Linked DNA regions of Mus musculus: regions 1 and 3 are each linked to region 2. Evidence: chromatin contacts called from public Hi-C and promoter capture Hi-C data. All regions are on one chromosome and are shown on one strand. Each heading gives the region's core, a stretch centred on a gene start, on an enhancer-like site or on the middle of the called end of the contact. The rest is flanking DNA. Distances are from core to core; before and after follow the strand shown. Region 1 has its middle 9.7 kb from the start of Gm23216. Region 2 holds the start of Gulp1 (GULP, engulfment adaptor PTB domain containing 1). Region 3 overlaps Gm39637 (a long non-coding RNA gene).

Evidence for each region. Promoter capture Hi-C pulls out the DNA fragments that hold promoters and counts their contacts. Hi-C and Micro-C count contacts between places; a contact is called where the count stands out from the background.
Region 1: a Hi-C map of uterus shows a contact between it and region 2, with 6 times the contacts expected there. The contact joins the enhancer-like site here to the promoter of Gulp1 in region 2. A contact is called at or near these places in 9 of 39 promoter capture datasets (the 3T3-L1 cell line, 3T3-L1-derived adipocytes, cranial neural crest and 5 more), 6 of 484 Hi-C or Micro-C datasets (adipose-derived mesenchymal stem cells, embryonic fibroblasts, myocytes and 1 more), 5 of 115 datasets of contacts at active chromatin or transcription factors (astrocytes, embryonic limb bud, embryonic stem cells and 2 more) and 2 of 9 other capture datasets (adipose tissue and embryonic stem cells).
Region 3: a promoter capture Hi-C map of hippocampal neurons shows a contact between it and region 2, with 7 times the contacts expected there. The contact joins the enhancer-like site here to the promoter of Gulp1 in region 2. A contact is called at or near these places in 3 of 39 promoter capture datasets (the 3T3-L1 cell line, cranial neural crest and hippocampal neurons).

Annotation. Positions count from the first base shown.
Region 1 is chr1:45,674,534-45,677,233 of GRCm38.p6, forward strand. No RefSeq gene overlaps it. Among named protein-coding and RNA genes, the nearest start is that of Gm23216, 9.7 kb to the right of the region's middle. Within about 2 kb of position 1,393, at least 43 of the 459 cell types and tissues checked have an H3K27ac peak or open chromatin away from gene starts, as enhancers often do. A contact at or near this core is called in adipose tissue, adipose-derived mesenchymal stem cells, embryonic limb bud and 3 more, where this site is marked.
Region 2 is chr1:44,550,309-44,553,008 of GRCm38.p6, forward strand. It overlaps Gulp1 (GULP, engulfment adaptor PTB domain containing 1), which reads left to right and starts at 1,363. Exons shown (of 11, transcript NM_028450.3): 1 at 1,363-1,564. Gm39635 (a long non-coding RNA gene) reads right to left here and starts at 1,149. Exons shown (of 3, transcript XR_865406.1): 1 at 1,072-1,149; 2 at 1-402.
Region 3 is chr1:45,708,274-45,710,973 of GRCm38.p6, forward strand. The region is part of intron 4 of Gm39637 (a long non-coding RNA gene); the gene reads right to left. Among named protein-coding and RNA genes, the nearest start is that of Gm23216, 24 kb to the left of the region's middle. Within about 2 kb of position 1,363, at least 2 of the 459 cell types and tissues checked have an H3K27ac peak or open chromatin away from gene starts, as enhancers often do.

The DNA.
Region 1 (2,700 bases), core at 143-2,642, 1.1 Mb after region 2:
ACTGAATGCAGAATGATACTAAAACCAAAGTTGGAAAAATCCCTATCTATGTGTCACTGTGTGTTGTACCAATTTGGATGTCTAGCTGATGTCTGCTACAATATTCAGAGTTGTATTTGGTATAAGGGAATATTCAATAAGTACTGGTTGATGGTACTGGTTTATAAATAATGTGAACAATTAATTAATACTATGAACAATATTTCTGAGGTTTCCTTAATTTGAGGCAGTGACTTGGCTTTAGCCATACTTTAGGTTATAGTATCTGTATAGAGCAGAAAACACTCTAACTTTCCATTAGAGCACACTTACCTCTTCCATCAGATCGCAAAACCATCAGCAGCCTTCAAAAGTGGTCAATAATTGCAGATTTACTCACTGATGTTTTCAGTGAAAGAAAATTGCCTTTGGAAAATTACAGGGAAAGATAGTCTTAAAAAAAAAAGCCAGATACAAGAGTGGACCCATAGAAGAAAAAAAAATGAGTACTAGCAGCCAAATTAGATTTTATACCAAAGTACTGTGTGGTCTTGTTATTACCTAGTTGATTCATCTCTGTTATAAACATTTGTTCTTCATTTGTGAATAAATTCTCCAATTACTCATCACAAGGAACATACTTACAAATCAGCCTAATTTTAAGAGGCAGGTAAGTGAAGCTAGAGAGATGGCTCAGTTAAGAGCACGTGTGGTTCTTGTGACATACCAGGGTTCAGTTCCCAGCACATACATGGCTGCTACTCCCTCTTCTGGCCTCTGTGGGCATCCGGCACATGTGTGATGCACAAACAGACGTGCAGGCAACCACACATACACACATAACAAAAATAAATAATCACTTTTAAATTTAAAAAAATCAGACATAATTGGTTGAATACAGGCATATAAATAAATTAAAATACAAAAATCACAAGGTATATGTACACTGGGAACAAAAAGTAATTTTTTTCATGGGAAGAATACTGAGAGATGAAAGATCAGAAAGACACAAAAGCACATGAAGGAACTGGAGATCATTGTGTTTCTATAGACACCAATAATTTATGTTTTTTCATAATATTAAAATACTAATAAAAGATAAACCTGAAATACAGACCCACATGTACATAAAATAACTCTACAAAGACAACAGTCAGCAATTACTGAGAAAGACTTCTTATCTAACCATGCAAAGCAAAGTCCTACATTATATTTTATGCCTAGTGTTTGGCATCAATATCATTCCAGGGTGTGAAGGCACAACATGATATCATGCGCTGAACCTGAACAAGAAAGTTCTGCAGAATGCTGTTCGACAGTCTCTCCATGACTAATTCTGTTTGCAGAGTGAGCTGTGGCTGTGGTCATATTCAGCCAGCCAAGACAATGTTTCCAGAGTGTAATTGTTCCAGGCATCAAGGCACTTTACAACATGTTCCCATTGCCTTTTGATACTCTATGGCCAGGAGACTGCTGAGAAAATATTATTCACCAGAATTAGACTGGACTAGTCAGCTGCCTGGTTATTACATCGCACGTCAGCTCAAGCCATGTCTGCAACTGAACTCACCAGATGTTTCCAATTTCTCTTCCTTCTGAACTACAAGTTGAACTTTTTTCCTGGCTTTGAAATATTTTAAACAAATAGTTTTCTGGGATGTCTCATAAAACTTACATAATAAAGTCCCAGGTAGTATCATAATAAGAGTCCAGGCTCTCCTGAGCTGCCATAGACCTGACCCACCTATTGCCACTCACATTCTTTTAATGAGGTTTTCACACAGGAGTCTCATTCCTATCTAGAAATTTCCATCAAGCTGACACATTTTCTTTTCTTTTTTTTTTAATTTTTATAAGATTTATTTGTTCCTTCTTTTATTTTTTTAAATATTTTTCATTATTGCGTATTTTCCTCAATTACATTTAGAATGCTATCCCAAAAGTCCCCCATACCCCCCCCACTTCCCTACCCACCCATTCCCATTTTTTGGCCCTGGTATTCCCCTGTACTGGGGCATATAAAGTTTGCGTGTCCAATGGGCCTCTCTTTCCAGTGATGGCTGACTAGGCCATCTTTTGATACATATGCAGCTAGAGTCAAGAGCTCCGGGGTACTGGTTAGTTCATAATGTTGCTGCACCTACAGGGTTGCAGATCCCTTTAGCTTTTTGGATACTTTCTCTAGCTCCTCCATTGGGGGCTCAATTCTGAAACTACTATACACCCTCTGTTAAAGTATTAAATAAAATACATTTTGCATGCAATTAAGCTCTTTTATGCACAAAAGTCACAAATTTTATGCACATAGTACACCTTTCAAATACGTACTATGTTTTCAAGGATACCCAAAGATTTTGCACATACTTAAAAAGAAACATACAAGAATATTCACTACAGTCATTTTTAATCAAGAACTGGAACTTAGAATCAGCAAGCACACCCTTATTAATAGAAATTGGCAGTGAATTTTATATTGTGTCCAACAGAAACACTACACAAACTTAACATAATTATGCATTATGCATACAGATTAGGATGAAAAATCTCCATAATGATAATTAGGTGAAAAAAAAAATCAGAACTAGGTCAACACAAATATGTATGTGTAAATACACACAAATACCTACATATACTATATAATTTTGTAGCTGTGGATTTTATTTTGTTTTAATGTACAAGAATTCTTTACTTAAATATAAATAACATTAGAGAAATAGATCA
Region 2 (2,700 bases), core at 113-2,612:
CCCACACTGTCCCTGGGTGGGTGTTGGGCTGCAGGGAAGCCACGGGACTCTGCTCCGGGGGTGGGGAAGCACAGCCTGAGGTGCAGGACAGCCAGAGCTGGCTTGGAGCTCCCCAGGCCTGTGATAAGACCTGGTCTTCTGGTTCTCAGGCTCTTGGACATCCAGGTGCGGCTGGAAGCTGAGGAAGAGCTGAAAGCAGAGTGGGGGCCCGAGGGTTGGATCTAGCCCAGGGCCAGGGTGGGGGAAAGAAGGGAGGAGCTCTGGCTGGTCTCAGGGGAGAGTCCTTGGCTTGAGTTTAGCTTGGGCTTGGGTCCTGGCTGGGAGCACAGAGAGGCCTTCTATGGAAGATTACACAGTGGCTCTGTAGACAAAGGTCATCTCCGTGTCTCCCTGCGGCAGATCCTGAAGAAAAGAGGCAGTCCTTGGTTTTAAGGCATTTATTGTCATGGCAGAAAGTGGATGTGTAAAACCATACCCCCCTTCTCAGGGTGGGCCTGAGATTAAATACCTTTTACAGGGAGAGTACCTCATTAAAATAGAGATTAGATTTGAGCCTATGTGACCACAGGTCATATCCTCTACCTGTGGAGGGGCTTGGGGAGTTGCGCTTATGTAACTGATGACCACAAATCTATGGAGGATGGAGGTGGGGCTACAGCTAGTGACAGAGGCCTGGTGTCCAGGAGCAGGCAAAAACTCCTACTGTCCCTTCATGGTCTCCTGGGCATTTAGCCTTAGCTCAACCAGGGACCAGCTACCTTTCACCGCCCCACGGGGGGGAGGGGTAACGTGCAAAGATTCAGACAGAGTTTAAAAGAGAAAGAAAGAAAGAAAGAAAGAAAGAAAGAAAGAAAGGAAGGAAGAAAGAAAGAAAGAAAGAAGAGAAGAGAAGAGAAGAGAAGAGAAGAGAAGAGAAGAGAAGAGAAGAGAAGAAAAGAAAAAAGAAAAGAAAAAGTCTAGTCCCTGCAGCTGCGTTTCACGAGGCTGTGGAGAGCCCTCCTCACTTATATTTATGCCCTTTCTGTGTCACTTTCTTTTTTGTTAAACCTCAGAGGTGTTTTAAATTCTTACCAAACAGCATCTGTGGGAGGAGGTTTAAAAGGAAACCTGGAGCTGTGGAAGTGGGGCGGGGCCGGTGTTTTCTCTCCGTCTGAAATAAGAATGGACAGCTTCTTCTGGAAACCGGTTTCTTTCTGTCTTACTCCCTAACCTCTCCAGGTCTGCCTTTAAAAGCAGGACAGTTCTGCATTACTGCAGAAAACCCCACCAGCGTCCCTAGTGCGCACACAGAGCCGGAGTTTTCTTCTGGCCGAGAGGGGGAGCCCGGCGATCCTAGCCCTCAGCAACCGGGAGTCCCGACCCAGCCCCTGCCGTCGCCAGCACCAGTTTGGGCTTCAGCGGATTAGAAGGAGGGAGAGGACCAGAGCCCTAGGGTCCGGAGCCCAGTGCCTTTCGAACCTGCACAAAGTTTTCCTGTGGGATACGAACACGCGATCGTGGGCCACGGTTCCCGGAGCTCCTGTGCCTGCCCCAGCCCTGCGACCGCATCCCTCTACAAGCCAGGGTAGGAAGCGGGAGCGTCTCTGGTCCGGCCAGCTATGGCCAGGTGGCGCGGAACCAGGAACAGACCCCGAGAGGAAAGCGCAGTTAGCAGGAGGGTGAGGAGGGCACCGGGCTGCGACCGCTTATAGGTTGCGCAGATTCCGACCCCGAGGGCACAGGGAGTCTGTGGGCACTGAAAGAGGGACCTGTTGCTGCAGGCGGGGGCAGTGAGGGAGGAAGATGGGGCCACCCAGGGACGCCAGCCCTGTGCCTTCCCGCCGCATCCTCCCCTCGACCCAAGGAGGAACTTCTGGGCGAGGTGGGGGCTAGCAGGCGTCGGGAGCAAGCGGTGGGGGGACGCTGGACCATCCCGCCCGCTGCGGGTGCATGGAACAGAGGCTGCTCAGCAAAAGGAGGCATCGCTGGGTCAACTAGGCGACCCGAGAGCCAACTTCCTCCAGCTTGGTCTCGCTTTGTTTGGGTCGCTGTAAAAATGTGGGCAGCGGCAGGGGAGGCGGCAAGGAGCTTGTGACTGGGCCGCAGATACTTTAAAGCCCTACGTGGGTAGGGCCCCCACTCTCGGGCGGTGTCCATGCGGCTGCCCTTTGGCTAGGCCGGTCAGATCCCCGCTTCTGCGGGCGTTATGTTAGTGGGACTCAGCTTGCCAAGCTTGCTTGCTCTGGTCCACCTCCTGGTGGTGGCCCAACTGGCTCTCTATCCTGGGGCTGCTGGGCTGATTTCCCTGTTTGCAGGAGGGAACTCTGGGCAGTCTAGTTTTCTTGGAATGTGTTTACAATGTAGAATGGGACTTGAACAGGAAGCTGAACGCTGCAGCTAGAAATAGCGTGCCAAGGTAGAGTGAGGGAGATACAGCTGCTGTTGGGGAAACTCTCAAGTGTGGGCTGGCAGTCAAGGAACACCCCTACCTCACCCCGACACACACACACACACACACACACACACGCACACGCACACACACACACACAGCGTCTTAGTTTTTCTTGATGGAGCTTGTCTTTGTTAATAGACATTTACGTGCGATATTTCAGTCTGTTTGACAACATAATATCAATTAGGAAGATTTAATAACTGTGTATTCTGTCTGCTTTTAAAAATGCTGCACCAACATTTAAGAATGAAAACTTTCTAGACTCTGTC
Region 3 (2,700 bases), core at 113-2,612, 1.2 Mb after region 2:
CACTCCAACATATACCAAGGACACATGCTCCACTATGTTCATAGCAGCCAGAAGTTTATAATATTTCATTTATTTATAATAGCCAGAAGTTGGAAAGAGCCCAGATGTCCCTTAACAAATCATGGATACAGAAAATGTAGTACATATTCACAATGGAGTACTTTGCAGTGATTAAAAACAATGACTTCATGAAATTCACAGGCAAATGGATGGAACTAGAAAATATCATGCTGCATGAGGTAACCCAGACACAAAAGAACACACATGGTATAAGTGATACTAACCCAAAAGCTCACAATGCCTATGATACAATCTACAAACCATATGACACATATAAAGAAGGAAGATCAAGGGGCAGATGCTTCAGTCCAGGATGATTGTGGGAGATGGAATGAGAAGGGGACAAGGGAGGGAGGAAGGAGGTGGAAATAAGAGTGGCAGTATTAGAATCTAGAGGAGACGTGAGAGAGGTACATAAGGGCAGGAATTCGAATAAATATAGGTAGCAGGGGAGAAGAGAACTGGGGGTAGCCACTGGATGGTCTCAGACACCAGAGGAATGTGGGGCTCCCAGTACATTAGCCATAATGCGTAGAGAAGGGGAGATAGAACCTGTGGACACCACCTCCAGTATATAGGCACAGCCCCTTGTCGAGGGATTGAGCCACCTACCCATTTCAAAGTTGTTTTATTTTTTTTAACCCAGAAATGTTCCTGTCCAAAGGAAGAACAGGAACAGACTAAAAAAAGGGTCAACCAGGGAACAGCCCTGTAAGACCCCAACCCTCATTCATTGGTACTTATTTCAAGATACCCCTGAGTGAGACACTGAGATGCAGATGGATGCAAAAGCAAGAGGCTTATTTTCTGGCACATTGGGGTCAACCCTCAATCAATTCATCTAGGAGTGTGACCACTAATGGCAATTACAAACAGTTTTTATACTTTTTAGGGGCACAGGTTCCATCAGCAAAGTTACAGTTCAAACTTATTGGCTAAGCGTATTGACCTTTAAATCTATGGCTACCAAGCATGACACACATTTGAACTCTACCTGGGACTTTCCAGAGGGTCAGGTGACTATCAGTCAGTACATTCTGACAATTTTATTTTTTACTCAAGAATGTTCCTGTGGGTGGAGAATGGAACTTGGCCTAGCCTTGAGCCCAGGCAGGAGGGGGAAGCTATAAGGAGGGTGTGGAACTGGAAAAAGCCCTTGGTGTCCCTCAACCCCACCTAGGAAGACTTCATGTCTGCAGACATCAAACCCAACACTGTTGCCAAGGTCAAGAAGCACTTGTGGACAGGAACCAAGAAGGGCAGTTCCTGGGGAAGGCCTGGCCAGCAACTGACCAAAGCAGAGGAGGAGACTTGGATCCATCCATCAGGGAACCTGGTGGGGGAGCTGGCAGAGAACTGAAGGAGCAGGACAGGATTGCAACCCCATTGGAAGAAAAACATAGGCTAGCCTGACTACCCATTTTTTCCAGAGTCTATACCACCAACCACTGGGTGTACCTAAAGGGGTCTTTGGCTCCAGATACATATATAGCAGAGGATGGCCTTGCCTATCAACAACAGGAGGGGAGGCCCTTGGTCCTAGGGAGATTTGATGCCCCAGAGTAGGGGGACGCTGGATCAGTGGGGCAGGAGAGTGTGAGTGGGTGGGGGAACACTCTTGTATAGGCAAAAGGGAGGCGGAAGGGCATATGTGGGATGGGTGGTGGCTGAAGGGTAACTAGGAAGTGAGATATTATGGGATAGGGGGGGTTGGTGGAGAGGGTAACCAGGAAGTAGGATATCATTTGAGATGTAAACGAATGGAATGATTAATAACAATAAAAGAAAAAAATTTTAAAAATCAGAGATCACCAGAAAGACAAATCAAATTAATAAAAAATAATATGGGCAATAACCTTTATATTACAGGTACAGAGACACAGAAATAAATTAAAGAAAAAATGGAAATACATACTAAGCAAATTTCCAGCAAAAACATTGATCAGTACTTACAGGGAACAAAATGCACTCAGACTGTCAGGAGGGAATTGACTAATTTGACATATACATCATTGTGGCACTTGAGATGCTGAGGCAAGTAGATTACTGTGAACCTATGCAAGCCTATACTATATTATGAGTTCCAAGCAAAACTGCCTTGAAAACAACCAAAGTAACCCAGCCAGTCAAAACAACAAAAATCCAAATATATATATATGTATGTGTGTGTGTGTGTGTGTATACACATATATATACATATATGTGTGTGTGTGTATAAAATCATTTTTTAGTATAAGTGTTACATGGTTTAAGTGTTTGAAAAAATCAGTTTCTTCTGGTTTGTAAAAATTGCTCGCATTGTTTGGTGGGTTTTGTTTTTTTGTTTGTTTGTTTGTTTGAATGTGTTTTTAAATTCTGAGTTTTAGTATGTTAGCCAAACAGTTATTTCTTGATTTTCAGCAACAATAGTGATACAATTTCATGGCCAATATGAAATCATTCCTGCTTTCTATATTTTAGTGGGTGGCTGACACTTACTCATTACTAAGAAATTAACCTTAGAATGGGAGAGCCCTTATGGATCAGTCCTTAGTCAATACATGGGCCCGGTGATCACCACACACCACAGAATAGGTATGGCATAGAAATCTTCATCATGCATCAGGGCTGAGAAAGGCAAAGGTCTAAAAACTTTTCCTT